Regions from separate parts of the Triticum aestivum genome. Here region 2 is linked to region 1. Evidence: chromatin contacts called from public Hi-C data. All regions are on one chromosome and are shown on one strand. The core of a region is the stretch at or near the end of the contact, and the rest is flanking DNA. Distances in the headings are between cores, read along the strand shown. Region 1 holds the start of LOC123079643 (CTD small phosphatase-like protein). Region 2 holds the start of LOC123079646.

Region 1 (7,283 bases), core at 1,972-4,471:
CCCCTTTTTCCAGATCCAGCTGCCAGTGCAGACCAATCTGTAAACGCAACCGAGGATGGCTGCTAAACTAATCAAAGCATCTCTTCATGCTTTCAGCGTGGACCCTCGCTACGCTAACAGGGACATTAACAAACCACATGGCACTGTTGTACTAGTACCCTACTGCAAAACGCTCGTAAATGATTCGCAAAAGAATGTAAATATACTCCTCTAAATTTCAGCCGGTATACATACACTGCAGTACTTTGGTACGGGGCGATTCGGTGCCCAGGCTAAGCTGCACCCGCGATGAATAGAAAATTCAAAACTTCTACTAGAAAATACATTGCATGGAAGATAATTTAGTGCGTGAGGTGCGCTTCAAATTTCAGAGCATTTGGGTGTCCGAGTAGCTCTCGGCAAAACTGACAAATTTAGGGTCTATGAAAAAGTTTATTGTTCATGTATTGTTCTTATCATTTGTCTTTTTTACTGAGGGCTACTCATATGTCCAAACCCATAACAAATTATCTTTTATGCAGAAAAAAATCGGATTTTTGATATATTTTTTAACTATATTTTGTGAATTTTCTCTTCTCCAGGTGTAGATGAGCCTGGGCTTAGAAATGGATATTCGTTTGCTGATAAATTATCAGCTACTTTCTGTCCAGGTTTATTAGCCCCCTTTTCATTTGGGTCAAAACTTGACCATAAATTTAACTAATAAAATATAAACTGCATGACCTAAAAATCATGTTGTGGAAAACTTGTTTTGAATACAAATCCAATAGTGTATCTTTTGTGATATATACCTCATATTTTTGTTGTTGTCCTAGATAGTCAAAGTTTGATTATTATATAGTTGGAAATTCTCATGCATGTTTGCATGTTGTCATGAGTCTTTTTCCTATAGATGTTGCATGCTTGCATGTTGAGAGAATTGGATTAGTGAAGCTATCTATTTAAGATACGCACGTTGCGAAGTATTTCGTCTGTGTGTGTAAAAAGGGGTTCATAGTTTTACTTTTTTCTTGCATTGCGTATTAGGAAATTGAGGCACATCGACCGATAGAGAACTATTTATGATCAGTAACTATATGAGCCAACACATGAAACATAAGGAACCCCTTAACTCTTCCTTAGTATGCGAGTCTAGGCTAATATGTGTTTCTATTTTGTGCCGAGAGGGTACAGTAAGTAGCACATATACAATCACACCGCAGCAGTTTTGTGGGTTGTAATCTCAAAAGAGAATTGTATGTTTTGCACTAACGAAGCTTGTCGTTTCTCGGCTAGGCGCAACAACAATGTTTTGGAAAAATATAAGGTGAAAACCAAGTAAAAAAACCATGTTTGAAATGTTTAAAAGACACTTTAAAACACTACATCACATGCTTCGGATGTTTTACAAACATGTAAGGTTTCAAATTCAAATTTAATTGCACTTGAGCTAAAAAAATTGTCATCAATCACAATAATTTAACATGTTTCACATTTGTGGGTTGCTGGATTTTGTTTTTTCATAGCTCAAACACGAAGTTGAATTTGAAACTGAAATAATTTTTTAGGGGATTTGAAACTGAAACCTGACATGTTCTTTAGAAGATCTCATCTCCAATACCTTCATCTTTAGAGATTTTGAAACATGACTATCACTTGGTCTTCACCGGATACTTTCTCCGATGTTTTGCCGTACTCTAGGGGGAACTATACTCTTTTTACATTTGGATATTAGTATTAAACACGTGATAGACAAGACTTCGGCCCAACAAGATAAGGTCGTTTTTTCTCGCAAAAACAAACAAACAAGATAAGGTCGTTTTGCCTCTCCCATTGGCTGGCTCCAGTTAGGTGTCTTTTACTATCAAACTTTTACACGAAACATCAGCACTACTAGTAGTATATTCAGTGACCATGGCCCACGTCATTTTCATTGTTGTTGAGAACACAAAAGGGATCAGAGGTGCCTGCTTACCTAGGCACAAACTTTTCTGAAAATGACCTACTTAGGTACAATCACCAAGAAAGAAATATCGGCCGAGCATCCCTTCAGGGCAGGGCAATACAGCAATAACATCTTTGGGAGAAAGGAATATTTCCTGCAATTGCGGAGTAAAAATGTAAACACCTGATCCAACTATCTTAATTTCTCTATGTATTTCTAACATAGTTAATCACATACATGAATAATGCGCACGACACTCATCTATATGATCGCTCGCACGTGCATTATATCCCTAGAAATGCACGTGCGGGTGAAAACTTATGAAGGCACACATGTATACCTATCCATATGCACGCACACATGCAAACTCTATTTCTATGAACACCTCCAAAAAACTTAATTCAACATGTCATATTGAAACTAAAAGATAGCATAGAGAAGTCTCGAATAAATCCGAAAAAATATGTGAACATCTTTGTCAAGTCTAACACTTCAAACCTGATGGGTTGATTTCACCACAAGAAATCTGACCCTAAGCTATGCTTAGTTCGGCATATGTAGAAAGAAGCGTCGTCACCTGGTAAATCTAAGTATATGGTACTAAACTACTCCGCATGTTCCTAAATATAACTCCTTTTAGAGATTCCATATGGACTATATGTAAAGCAAAACGAGTGAATCTACACTCTAAAATATGTCTATATACATCCATATGTAGTTCATAGGAAAATCTCTAAAAAGACTTATATTCAGAAACAGAGGAAGTAATATTTAACGTCTTATACTATGGGACGAAGAGTATGATTTTATACAACAATAGTGATTTTTAAAGTTAATTAGTGCAATTTTTATATCCATTTCTATGACGAGTAATTCGGGATGGAGAAAGTATCTTAATCCTCATGATTAAAAACAACGATTAGTCCTTAATATACTTTTGAAATCAACGAAACTTTGCCGAGCAAACGAAATCAACGTAGCCTGATTGACTTGATTAATCTGTCAACATTACTGCACCACCATTGATACTTTCGTCGAAACAAAACAAATTAGGTTAACACGAGCAGATAAGCATCAAGCCAGCAGCCAGAAATGCATGCAGACAAAAAAAAAAAACTCCACTTCTACTGGTGACCAAGAGAAAACTCCGGGTGCACGTATGACAATTTACTACACTTCCGGCAGCTCGCCAGTTTAGCCCTACTCTCGCTGACCGCCGGGCCCACCGAATCCGCCCCCCAATCACCGATCCCCTGTTCCGCTAAGCCCACCCGGGCACGCCCACGCCCGCCCCCACGTACGTGCACGCGGCCACAAAGACCACCCGACCACCACCACCTCCCCCTCCCTCCGGTCGCCTCCGGCCTCGCCTCGCTTCGCCCCCTCCCCCCCCGCCGCGTGCCCCGGCAGCCCGTCCCTGGCGCCCATGGCGGCCGCGGAGGTCTACTCGCCGACCGCGGCGGCGGCGGCGCAGCACCAGCAGCGCGGGAAGGCGGCGACGCAGGCGTGGCAGGCGGTCGTCGGCTGGATCGGCTTCCTCCTCCAGGTCCTGCTCCAGATCCTCCGCGGCACGCCCTCCTGCGCCCAGCTCCTCTCCTTCGTCGGCTTCCGCTACCCGCTCCTCTCATCCGCCTCGGCCGCCCCCGACCAGCCGTCGCCGGAGGTGGCCTTCATGCCGCTCCGCTCCGAGATCCCGGCCGACGCCGCCCCCGTCCCGGCGCCCCCGCCCGAGCCCCTCCAACGCCTCACGGTACGGAAGATTCGGTTTTTCATTGGGTTCCTTGGAGCTATTCGGTGTTCTGCGCAGGGGGGGATAGATACTTTGGAAGGAGACGGATTCCATTTCCGATAGGAAGTGGATGTAGGAGGAGTGTCTCCATCCAATTGCCGTCCATTTCTGTCTTCGAGCTGGTGAATTTGGGATTAGGCGGAGGGGTTGGTTTGAGCTAATTGGGTGTTCTGCCTGGTTAATTCAGTTAGCTTTGATTGATAGTATGTTTTATTTGCTGCTGAATTAGTATGTGTGATATAGAGCAGGCCATTTCGGGGTGTCGGGTGGTAAATAATCACCGTCTCCGATTACGAACACCTAGAGTCACTTGTGTTGCAAATCCAAAACAAAAGCTTAGTTGGTGTTAGTAGCCACTTCCATCCCAAAACAAGGGCTTATTGATTTATTAGCCAACAACTGCATTAATCTCATCTCTAGACAAGGGCTGGTTCAGAAAATTTACAGGATCCTGGTGTTGCTACCTTTACTGGATCAAATACTTAATTGGGCAATATATTGTTTCTGATCACTGATCTTGTAGTCAATTTGTGAGAGACCATTTCTGGGAAACTTCTTGTCGCTGGTGTTCTTTGAGAAGATATCTGAGTCTGCCCGTCAATACTGGCAGCGTGATTGGATATGAATTATGATATTACGCATTTGGTGATGATAGATGAATCGGCATGTGTGCTGTTTTACTGGCACATATACTCATAACAGGGTTCTTATAAGCATACTGTATTTAGTATGATGAGCTTATGGCTTCCCACAAAATAGAATCAACTGAATTAATATTTGTGTTAAAACTAAATCCAAGCCACATTTAGTGTGAAGTCAGCTTTAACGATTCTGCTGTAAACTCATTCATTATCTCTGAACAAATATGGACTGCCTTTCAGGTAGTGCTTGACTTGGACGAGACTTTAGTTTCTGCGTACGAATCATCTGGTCTTCCTCCTATTGTACGCACCCAAGCTGTTGAAGCTGGATTACATTGCTTTGACATGGAGTGCATATCAACTGATAAGGTACCAACCTTCGGCTCTTGCTACTTTATTGTGTTATCCTTTTAATCGTTACTGATAAAGGAATTTTTTTCTGGTGAGCTGTAAAGGATGTTGAAGGAAAACAAAAGGTGAATCATGTTACTGTCTTTGAACGTCCTGGTCTGCATGAGTTCTTGCAGAAAACTAGTGAATTCGCAGATCTTATCCTCTTTACAGCGGGCTTGGAAGGTATGGTGGCTGCTAATATTTTATTCATCTCTCCCGTCACATGATCCCAGTCAGCTTCCTCACCATACCTGTCCAAATTTCTCCTCAGGTTATGCAAGACCTTTAGTGGACATAATAGATGCTCACAATAGGTTCAAACTCCGTCTTTATCGTCCATCAACTGTTACTACGTAAGTGTTACAGAAACTTCCCCATAGGATACAGGTGATTTTGTAACATTGTGTTGCTGTTGCTGTTGCTGCTGCTGCATCTTGATGATAGCCATCATTACTTTGCTTCCTGTGATGTGTACACAACTAATCAGTTGAATGTTACATGCAAACCAGCAGTTCTTTAGGTGGAAAAGCGCATGTAGTTTATTTATAATTTGTATGAGTTCAATACTAGAGATTGGTCGTTTCCCATCAATTTGAGTGACAAACTGACAATATTAACACAATCCTTTCTTTTAAGGCATGTCATGCACCAAATGTACCATACAGTGGGTGATTACTGAAAAGATTAGAGCGAAGATGGTAATCTGCAGTGTGAGACTTGAGTAGTGTAAGGATTAGAGCGACGAAGATATCTACAGTCTGCACTGTTGGGGGGCGTGACCCTGGATCTCTGCGGTGCAATGCCAGCCATGAAGGGTGCCGCACTGCAAAGGCAGGGCGGCCAGAATATAAGGGATTTATTGTCTCTTCTTCATGGTCCATCCATACCCTCCGTCATGCCTTATAGCGCCAATTTTAGAAAAAGAAGAAAGAAGCAGCTCATCAATTCTGCTTGCCTACAAGGCATGTCCCTGTGCTAGTCTTTAGTAATGAATCGATGGTGCTTTCTTCGGCTCTGCATGCATGTTTTTGCACATAATACTTGTTTGGAGTAAGACTGGCTGATAGTGCATACAATACTTATTTGCCAATAACCTAAACCTTTACAGTAGCGAGCAAGTTCATTTTCTGATATCAGCAGCGGTGTGCAATTTCAGGGAATACAGAGAGCATGTGAAAGATCTTTCTTGCCTGTCAAAAGATTTCAGTAGAATCGTCATTGTCGACAACAATCCGTTCAGCTTCATAGTGCAGCCTTTGAATGGAATACCCTGTGTTCCATTTTCAGCTGGACAACACTCAGACGATCAAGTAACTGATAATGGACACCAGTCATTCAATGGTTCCGGTCCTCTAATTTGTACATGTTCATTGATTTTTTTTGTACTGTTTTTCAGCTGATGGAGGTTATCTTCCCGCTCCTGAAGCATCTCTCTGTCCAGAGAGATGTGAGGCCAGCCCTGTACGAAAGGTTTCATATGCCAGAATGGTTCCAAAAGCATGGGATCCCTCGAACTGATCAGGCTCTCTAAGAATTGTTTAGGTGGAGAAGAATCAAGTGCCTGCCACGCCATATGTCCCTTATTAGGGGGAGAGCACTTGTACATTATTATTTATATTCATTTTTAGATTCTCTTCCCTGATATAAGATCATGTCATTGTTCATACGGGATTGCCATGTCTGGAGGTAAAGGAATTGTAATCTAGCAGAATGTCTTATTTGTATCGGTGGTAACATCAATTGTTGTATATCACCTTCTGTTGTAAATTTGCTTGTTGATAGCTCATTTAATCTAATGCACAGTTCAAGGTCTATTATCATGATGTCAAGAGGCTGCATTAACTTTTAATCAAGGTTTCAGTGAGAAATGTTTGGTAAAATTCACAAACAAAAAAAACTTGTCCAGGGAATTTTAACAGCATTTTCGCCAAAATCGTGTGTTTATAAATCTAACTATCTGATATTTAAGCTTGCTGACATTTACAAGTCACAAGACCTGGATTTTAAGCTTGCTGGCATTCCAATTTTGTCAGAATCTCTGCTGTCTGGACTCTGGACGTGATAAGAGGTACTGAAGCTTCTTATTTGAGTTTCTGGATGCAAAAATCGAGGAATGTTACCAGCATTTTACCAAAATCATGTGTTTATAAATCTAACCAGCTGATATAGTGATATTTACAAGCTTCTTATCTGAGTTTCTGGACGCGAAAATCATTGGAACTTCGTATCTGGCTGATAATCTGTGCCGCCTCATCAAACCTGTACGCTCTCTCGTAGACGCCGGCGGACACGAGATAGAGCTCCCTCTTGTCGATGCTGGGGTCATGGCCAAGCTCGCCGACCAGCCGCTCCAGCGCCTCGAAGTCCTGCTGAGCGCCGAGCAAGCTGAGCATCTGGAAGTGCACCCTGTCCGAGAACACGCAGCCTTCCTCCCTCAGCGCCCGGTACAGCCCCGCGGCCTTGTCGAACTCCTTGAGCTTGCCGTAGGCGTTCATGGTGACCGCGATCGTCTCCGAGTCCGGCAGGTGGCCCAGCT
Region 2 (7,153 bases), core at 2,987-5,486, 160 kb before region 1:
CACGGCTTGGCCTGGTACTAAGAATTTATGATGTGTGTCAGCAGAAACAACGACACAAATAAACGCTCAAGGAGCCAAAAAGGAGCAGCGTACGAAGTACACGTGACTTGCAGTACATTATTGCATATACATACTGGACGTGCATCATACAGAGGGACAGGGCCCGAACAGCGTCCGTGAGGCACACGGTGCGCTGAGCTTTTGTGCATAGGTCGTGGTCAGTGACATGCAGCGTCTCAGTCCTCGATCACAAAGGTTACGCCGTCCTGCTTCTTGAAGTAGTGCGTGGTGTGATCAACAACCTGCAGATTTCACAAGTATGGTCAGATGGGAACTACTGTCGTGCAGCCAACAGCCAAGTGAAGCAAATGCCCTTGGCTTAGACTCGAGAGAACCATGTCTAGAAAGAGCAGGATAAAGTTACATAATTTTATGAATTCATTCACATCCTATACATATGAGATGATAAAGTTACACTCGATACGTATAATTAGTACTCCCTCCGTCCCATAATGTAAGACGTTTTTTGACATAGTGTCAAAAAACGTCTTACATTATGGGACGGAGGAAGTAGCTTCTTATAGTACGATGGGATGTGAAACGTCTTACATTATGGGACGGAGGAAGTAGCTTCTTATAGTACGATGGGATGTGATGATCAACTACTTGGACGAACCAAACCATTTTTAGTCCCAACATTTTGAGTTTGGCCTAAATGGTACCCGATCGAGTTCTTTTAGATTGGGTGCACAACATTTCTTCCATTAGAAAAATCTGGATGGAGTACATCAGGCTTTCAAACCAAGTTAGACTACTCAATCTAGGACAGGACAGGACAGGACGGGTTGGTTTAGAACTCCTGTAGATGAATGATGCACTTCTACAATACTCCTATCAAGATTTCGACTCACTACCAAAATAATTAATAATATAGGCTGGTAGTTTTCCGACTCCAGCTCACAAAAGTTTACTCAAGACAGGATGAATGTACCCACTGCACATACCAGTAGCACAAACTGCAAACTCATCATGAACTGTCTGACAAACTCTATGAAATTGAAATTTAGCTAACGCAGTAGTGCAAGGTGTGAAAAATACACAAATGTTCATGTATCCTAACTAAACTGCCTCATGAAACTTCTGGAAGTGGAGGCAGCAACTCTCATCCTAGTATCGTGGTTTCCCTCACATTTCCTAATTCAGGTCGGTCCTATGAAGTTCCAGTTTTATAACTAACAACGACACTGCAACTGCAAAGCCAGACAAAACTATCTCGGATTTATTAGAAGCCAGATGGAACAGCTGTTTTCCAGATAAACTAAATGCAGTAATGAACTTATAATAGTGCAACGACATGGCAGTACGGCACTCACATTGGTGTTGCTCAGCTCCAGGTTAAAGTAACAACACAATTTTTATAATTTCACACCCTAAAGAGACGAGATGATAAACTTAAGAGTTGATGTGTATAATTAAACTTCTGGTAAGGGAGATGTGATCAACTACATGGCCGAATTCTTTTTGATCTAAACTCTAAAGGATATCCGATCTCTTTTAGATTGGGTGCGCAACATTTCTTCCATTAGAAAAATCTGGGTGGAGTGCATCGGGCTTTCAGCTCCACTTTAGACTATTCAATCTAGGACAGGATAGGACAGGTTGGTCTCCAACTCCAGCGGATGAATGATGCACTTCTATAAGATAATAATGCAACAGCAATAGTTTTAATAGGTTTCCGACTCTACAAACAATAGCAGTATAAGAAATGTTGGCGGTTTTCCAACTCCAGCTCACAAAAGTTTACTTAAGACAGGATGAATACCACTGTAGATAGCACATGGACTTGTAAGTGTAATAGGTACTACCATAAAACTGCAAACTCATCATGAACGGTCTGACAAACTTTCTGAAATTGAGAGTTAGCTAACGTACTTGTCAAAAAGTGTAAAAAATGCACAAATGTTCATATATCATAACTAAACTGCCTCATGAAACTTCTGAAAATGGAGGCAGCAACTTCAGTATTGTCTACACTAGCATAGAAGTACACAAAAGAAACTTTTATCTTAGTATTGTGGTTTCCCTCAGGTCTCCTAATTAAGGTCGGTGCTATGAAGTCCAGTTTTATAACTAACAATGACACTGCAACTGCCAAGCTAGACAAAACTACCTCGGAATTATTAGAAGCCAGATGGAACAGCTGTTTCCCTCTCTTAACGATATGACGCGCAATTCTATTGCGTGTAAAAAAAAACTGTTTTCCAGACAAACTAAATGCAAGAATGAACTTATAAATGCAACGACATGGCAGTATGGTACTCACATTGGTGTTGCTCACCTCCAGGTTAAAATAACATAGTTTTATAATTTCATGCCCTAAAGAAACGATGAGATGATAAACTTAAAGTTGATGTGTATAGCCAACTTCTGGTAAGGGAGATGTAATCAGCTACATGACTGAATTCTTTTTGATACAACACACTGGGCTTGATCTAAACTCTAAAGGATATGCGAGCTCTTTTAGATTGGGTGCACAACATTTCCTCCGTTAGAAAAATCTGGATGGAGTACATCGGGATTTCAACACTACTTTAGACTATTCAACCTAGGACAGGATAGGACAGGTTGGTTTCCAACTCCAGCGGATGAATGATGAACATCTATAAGATGATAATGCAGCAGCAATAGTTTTAATAGCCTTCCCACTCTACAAACAATAGCAGTATAAGAAAGGTTGGTGGTTTTCCAACTCCAGCTCACAATAGTTCACTTTTGGCAGGATGAATGTACCACTGTGGGTAGCACTAGCACATGGCCTAAGTGAAACTGAAAGCTTTATAATTGAAATGCGTACATAATTGTGAACTCATCATGAACTGTCTGACAAACTCTCTGAAATTAAAACTTGAGGTAACGTACTCGTGTGCGAAGTGTGAAAAATGCACAAAAAATCGTATATTATGAACTGCCTCATGAAATTTCTGAAAATTGAGACCGCAACTTCAGTATTGTCTACAGTATTACCATAGAAGCTACTTCAAAATGAACTCTTATCTTAGTATTGTGACTTCTCTTGCATTTCAAAATTAAGACCAGTGATATGTGAGGCGCTACTGCTCTAAGAAGACGCACGAAACGAACACGTTCAATTTTATTCCAACCAACAATGACACTGCAACTGCAAAGCTGGACAAAACTTCCTAGAATTAATTAGAAGCCAGATGGGACTATTGTTTTCCAAGCGAACTAAATCCAGTAATGAACTTATATAATACCAGTGCAATGATATATCACTCACATTGGTGTTGCTCAGCTCCAGGTTATAGAAATCCACGGCGTCTGCCTTGAACAGCGGCCCGGCGTGCCAGGTCCCGGCGTGCAGCTTGAGAAACTTGGGACCAGAGACCCGGAAGACGCAGACCTCGGACGGATCGGGAGGCAGATAGAAATGCCCAGCGCGCGACTGCACGGCAGTCCCGCCACCACTCTGCTCCGTCGCCCCGTCAAGGATGGAAGGCTTGGCCACGCCGAGGTACCAGTCCTGGCCGCCGATGGAGCCCAGGCACTGCGTGACGCTGGCGTGGTGGGTGATGGACGAGAACTTGAGCGGCCTACTCTCCAATCTCATGATGTAGAACCTGCCAAAGCGGAGAGGGCTCTAGTCCAGGACAGAGTAGAAGAGGATGATTCGTTGGTACTAGTATGTGCAGAATCGAACCTAGGGATGCCGCGGCTGAGGTCGAGCTGGGCGTCGTGGGGGCCGAACTGGTCGCCGTCGGGGGAGGCGGCGATGACCTGCCCGAAGGGCGCGAAGGACTCCGGCGTGGCCTCCACCGGCCGGAGCGTCACCACCCTCGGCTCCTCCTCCCGCTTGGCTTCCATCGCCTGCGGCGCCGACGACGAGGTGGCTCTGGCTCCGGCGCGCACGGCTCTGCCGCTGTTGCTGCGAGGAGGGGGGCGGGGAGAGGGAGGGGGAGGAGTGGCCGTGCTGCGGCGGCAGAAGTGGCCGAGGCGGCACACGCGGCCCAGGAGGCCCAGCGCATCCATCCCCAAACGTTTTCCCGTGGCCGAAACCGAAGCGTGCACGGTGTGGTGTGGTGTGGTGCGCCGCAGTGTGCTAGTACCAGGCCACCGTGCGGCGTGGGTGCTCCGGTGCATCTCTCTCGTAATCTGTCCACGCGTCCAGTCCGAATGAGCGGCGCTGTACACGAGCGCAACCATGACGCGACACGCGGGCAGCAGCTTTGCAAAATCCGCAAGGCCGTTGTCTTTTTTATGCCATGGCATCTTCAACGCGTGTGGATCTTGTTCTGCCATCCAACATCGTCCCGCATATATATTTATGAATGGATTCACGCATCCGAACTCTTACAAACCGGCATCAAATCTGGGGAGGTTTTGCGGCTGTCCAACCTCCACCATGTACATGTCTGATAATGAGACCGCTTCAACCGTGTCATGCAATGATCTGGCTTTCTATCTCCCTCTTCACAAAATAGTTTCGTACACCGATAGGTTGTCTAGTTTTCTGTAGGGCCTAATTCTGGACGGCGAAGCCTTGTTGGTTAGTTGTCATCGGATGTGTGCAACCCGGTAGAAAGGTCGTAGTTTTGATCTTATTTCGAGGAAAAAAGTCAATTTTAAACCCTGAATTTGTAGGTGTTCGGTGAAATGAACCTTCAAGTCAAAATCCCGGTCGATTGCACCCTAAATTAGGCAATCCCGGTCTAAATTAAATCCTGGCTACAGTTAACCGGGATTTGTGTAGCTGATGGGCCAAGGGGCGGCATATCAGCAACTCAACGCACAGGCTTGATAGACTGGGCCGGCCCACCAACCCGCCCGTTGTTTCGTTTCCTTTTCCGCGCGACAAAAAATGATGAAATTCACAACAGAGAGTACCAGTACTCGATCCCACGACCGCGGAGACCAACCAAGAGCCATTAGCCACTACATCACGAACAGCAACCTAAACATAACGGTGCAGAAATATATAAGAATAGACAGCAGCGTTGAGATTGGAAAACATTTTCGAAAACATTTCTTGAAAATTGCTAGCAGTTTTAAGATGCCGCACTTTTTTGTATTACATATTTTTGGAAAAGTGAAGGTGTTTTGTAATTCTGATTTCAAAATGAAACATGAACAAAATTTGCAACCCCAAATAGATTCCAAAAACGTGAACAATTTTCAAAAAAAATCTGAAAAACAAACAAATTACGAAAAACACGAACACTTTTTGAGATTGTGAACAGTTTTTAGTATTTTTAGAAAATATATAACAGGAATGTTTTTAATTTAGCGACAAAAAAAGTTAAAACAGAAACTTTTTTTAAAAAGCGCACAAAATTTGTATTGTACGCATTTTGGACACGCGAACAAAAATGAAAAGGTGGTGGAACATAATTCAAACTCGCGGCAAATATATGATAGCATTTAAAAAAAATATTAATAAATGAACATTTTTGTAATATATGTTGAACAAATTTGGAATAAATATTCAACAATTGTGCGATATACAACAAATTTCTAATACAAGATGAACATTTTTTAAATGAGTGAAATTTTTGGAAATTACTGTGAACATTTCCTTAATATACGCAATGAACTTTGTATATATACATGAAAAACAAAAAAAAAGTAAAGAAATATTAAAGAAAAATATGCACGAACACTTTTTCAATTTTACAGTTTCTTTTTCAAAATCTATGAATTTTTTCCCCAAATCCGTGGACTTTTCTTTTGAAAACCCATGAACTTCTTTCAAAATTGTTGAACTTTTTCTAAATCCGTGATTTTTTTTCAAATTTTGTAAAATATTTTTATTTTTGAAATTCTAGTTCAGAAGTTTCTTTTTTTTCGTTCAAATAGCACCAGCATGGGGTCTCGTGTTCGAGCAGAGTTTTTTTTTTGCTTTTTAACGAAAAATATTATGCGGGCCGGCCCAGCAGGGAGTAGCGCCCTTTGCGAATTTTTGTTTCTTAATTGAAGAAAACTAAAGCGGGCTGGCCCAGCAGGAGCTGGTGTGCGCCCTGTACGAAATGTCCGAATCCCGGCCATCCAAACGACCCGAAGGTTCGATTTAGACCGGGATTGCATAGTTCAGGGTGCAATCGACCGGGATTTCGACCTGAGGGTTCATTTCGCCGAACCTCTACAAATTCAAGGTTTAAAATGGACTTTTTCCTATTTCGAGAGATATGCCGAGGTTTTGTCCGAGGGCCTCCCGAAGGGCTGTCCGAGGGACTGTTCAAGTTTCTGTCCAAGGGCCTTCCGAAGGGCTGTCCGAGGGACCGTCTGAGAACTATCCGAGGGAAAACATCCTCGCGGTTGGGATCTCCACCGACTCTCCTTCCATTGCGCTTTGAGTCAATAATGATCAGATCAAACCTTGGATGCATCTTCTTGGTGGTCCTGGCGTGCTCGTAGTACAATTTTTTTGTTTTTTGTTGCGTTCTACAGTGGCATGAGATGTATGGGTATTGCACAATATAATTTTGTAACAAATGAGATCTATTGCTGAAAATTATTTGTGCAGGTAATCAATGAAATCTATTACCTGATGTTCTTGTTGCTTATCTTTAACATGCATATTTCTGATCTTGACGGCATGGTGGAGTGCTTTAGTTCTGGCAATCCACGATCATGATAGATCAACGAAGTGCTTTAGTTCTTTGGGTTACCATTGTTAAAGAAATATGAAATTTAGTAGACTAAAGGGCAATGCAAATATGATGTGCACGGGGTTCTTACGTATGATGTAGTTGTTGGGGAACGTAGTAATAATTCAAAATTTTCCTACGTGTCAGCAAGATCAATCTAGGAGATGCTAGCAACGAGAGAGAGGGAGTGCATCTTCATACCCTTGAAGATCGCTAAGCGGAAGCGTTACAAGAACACGGTTGATGGAGTCGTACTCGCGGCGATTCAACTCGCGGAGGATCCGATCTAGCGCCGAACGGACGGAGCCTCCGCGTTCAACACACGTACAGCCCGGGGACGCCTCCTCCTTCTTGATCCAGCAAGGGGAAAGGAGAAGTTGAGGGAGAACTCCAGCAGCACGACGGCGTGGTGGCAATGGAGCTCGTGGTTCTCCGGCAGAGCTTCGCTAAGCACTACGGAGGAGGAGGAGGAGTTGGAGGAGGAGAGGACT

Evidence for each region. Hi-C and Micro-C count contacts between places; a contact is called where the count stands out from the background.
Region 2: a Hi-C map of leaf shows a contact between it and region 1, with 9 times the contacts expected there. The contact joins the promoter of LOC123079646 here to the promoter of LOC123079643 in region 1. A contact is called at or near these places in 4 of 5 Hi-C or Micro-C datasets (leaf and root).

What each region holds. Positions count from the first base shown.
Region 1 is chr3D:458,057,957-458,065,239 of IWGSC CS RefSeq v2.1, reverse strand. It overlaps LOC123079643 (CTD small phosphatase-like protein), which reads left to right and starts at 3,221. Exons shown (of 6, transcript XM_044502441.1): 1 at 3,221-3,674; 2 at 4,595-4,723; 3 at 4,810-4,930; 4 at 5,019-5,100; 5 at 5,904-6,057; 6 at 6,144-6,561. The coding sequence starts at 3,351. The coding sequence ends at 6,278.
Region 2 is chr3D:458,219,972-458,227,124 of IWGSC CS RefSeq v2.1, reverse strand. LOC123079646 reads right to left here and starts at 4,236. Exons shown (of 3, transcript XM_044502443.1): 1 at 3,719-4,236; 2 at 3,299-3,638; 3 at 44-302. The coding sequence starts at 4,221. The coding sequence ends at 237.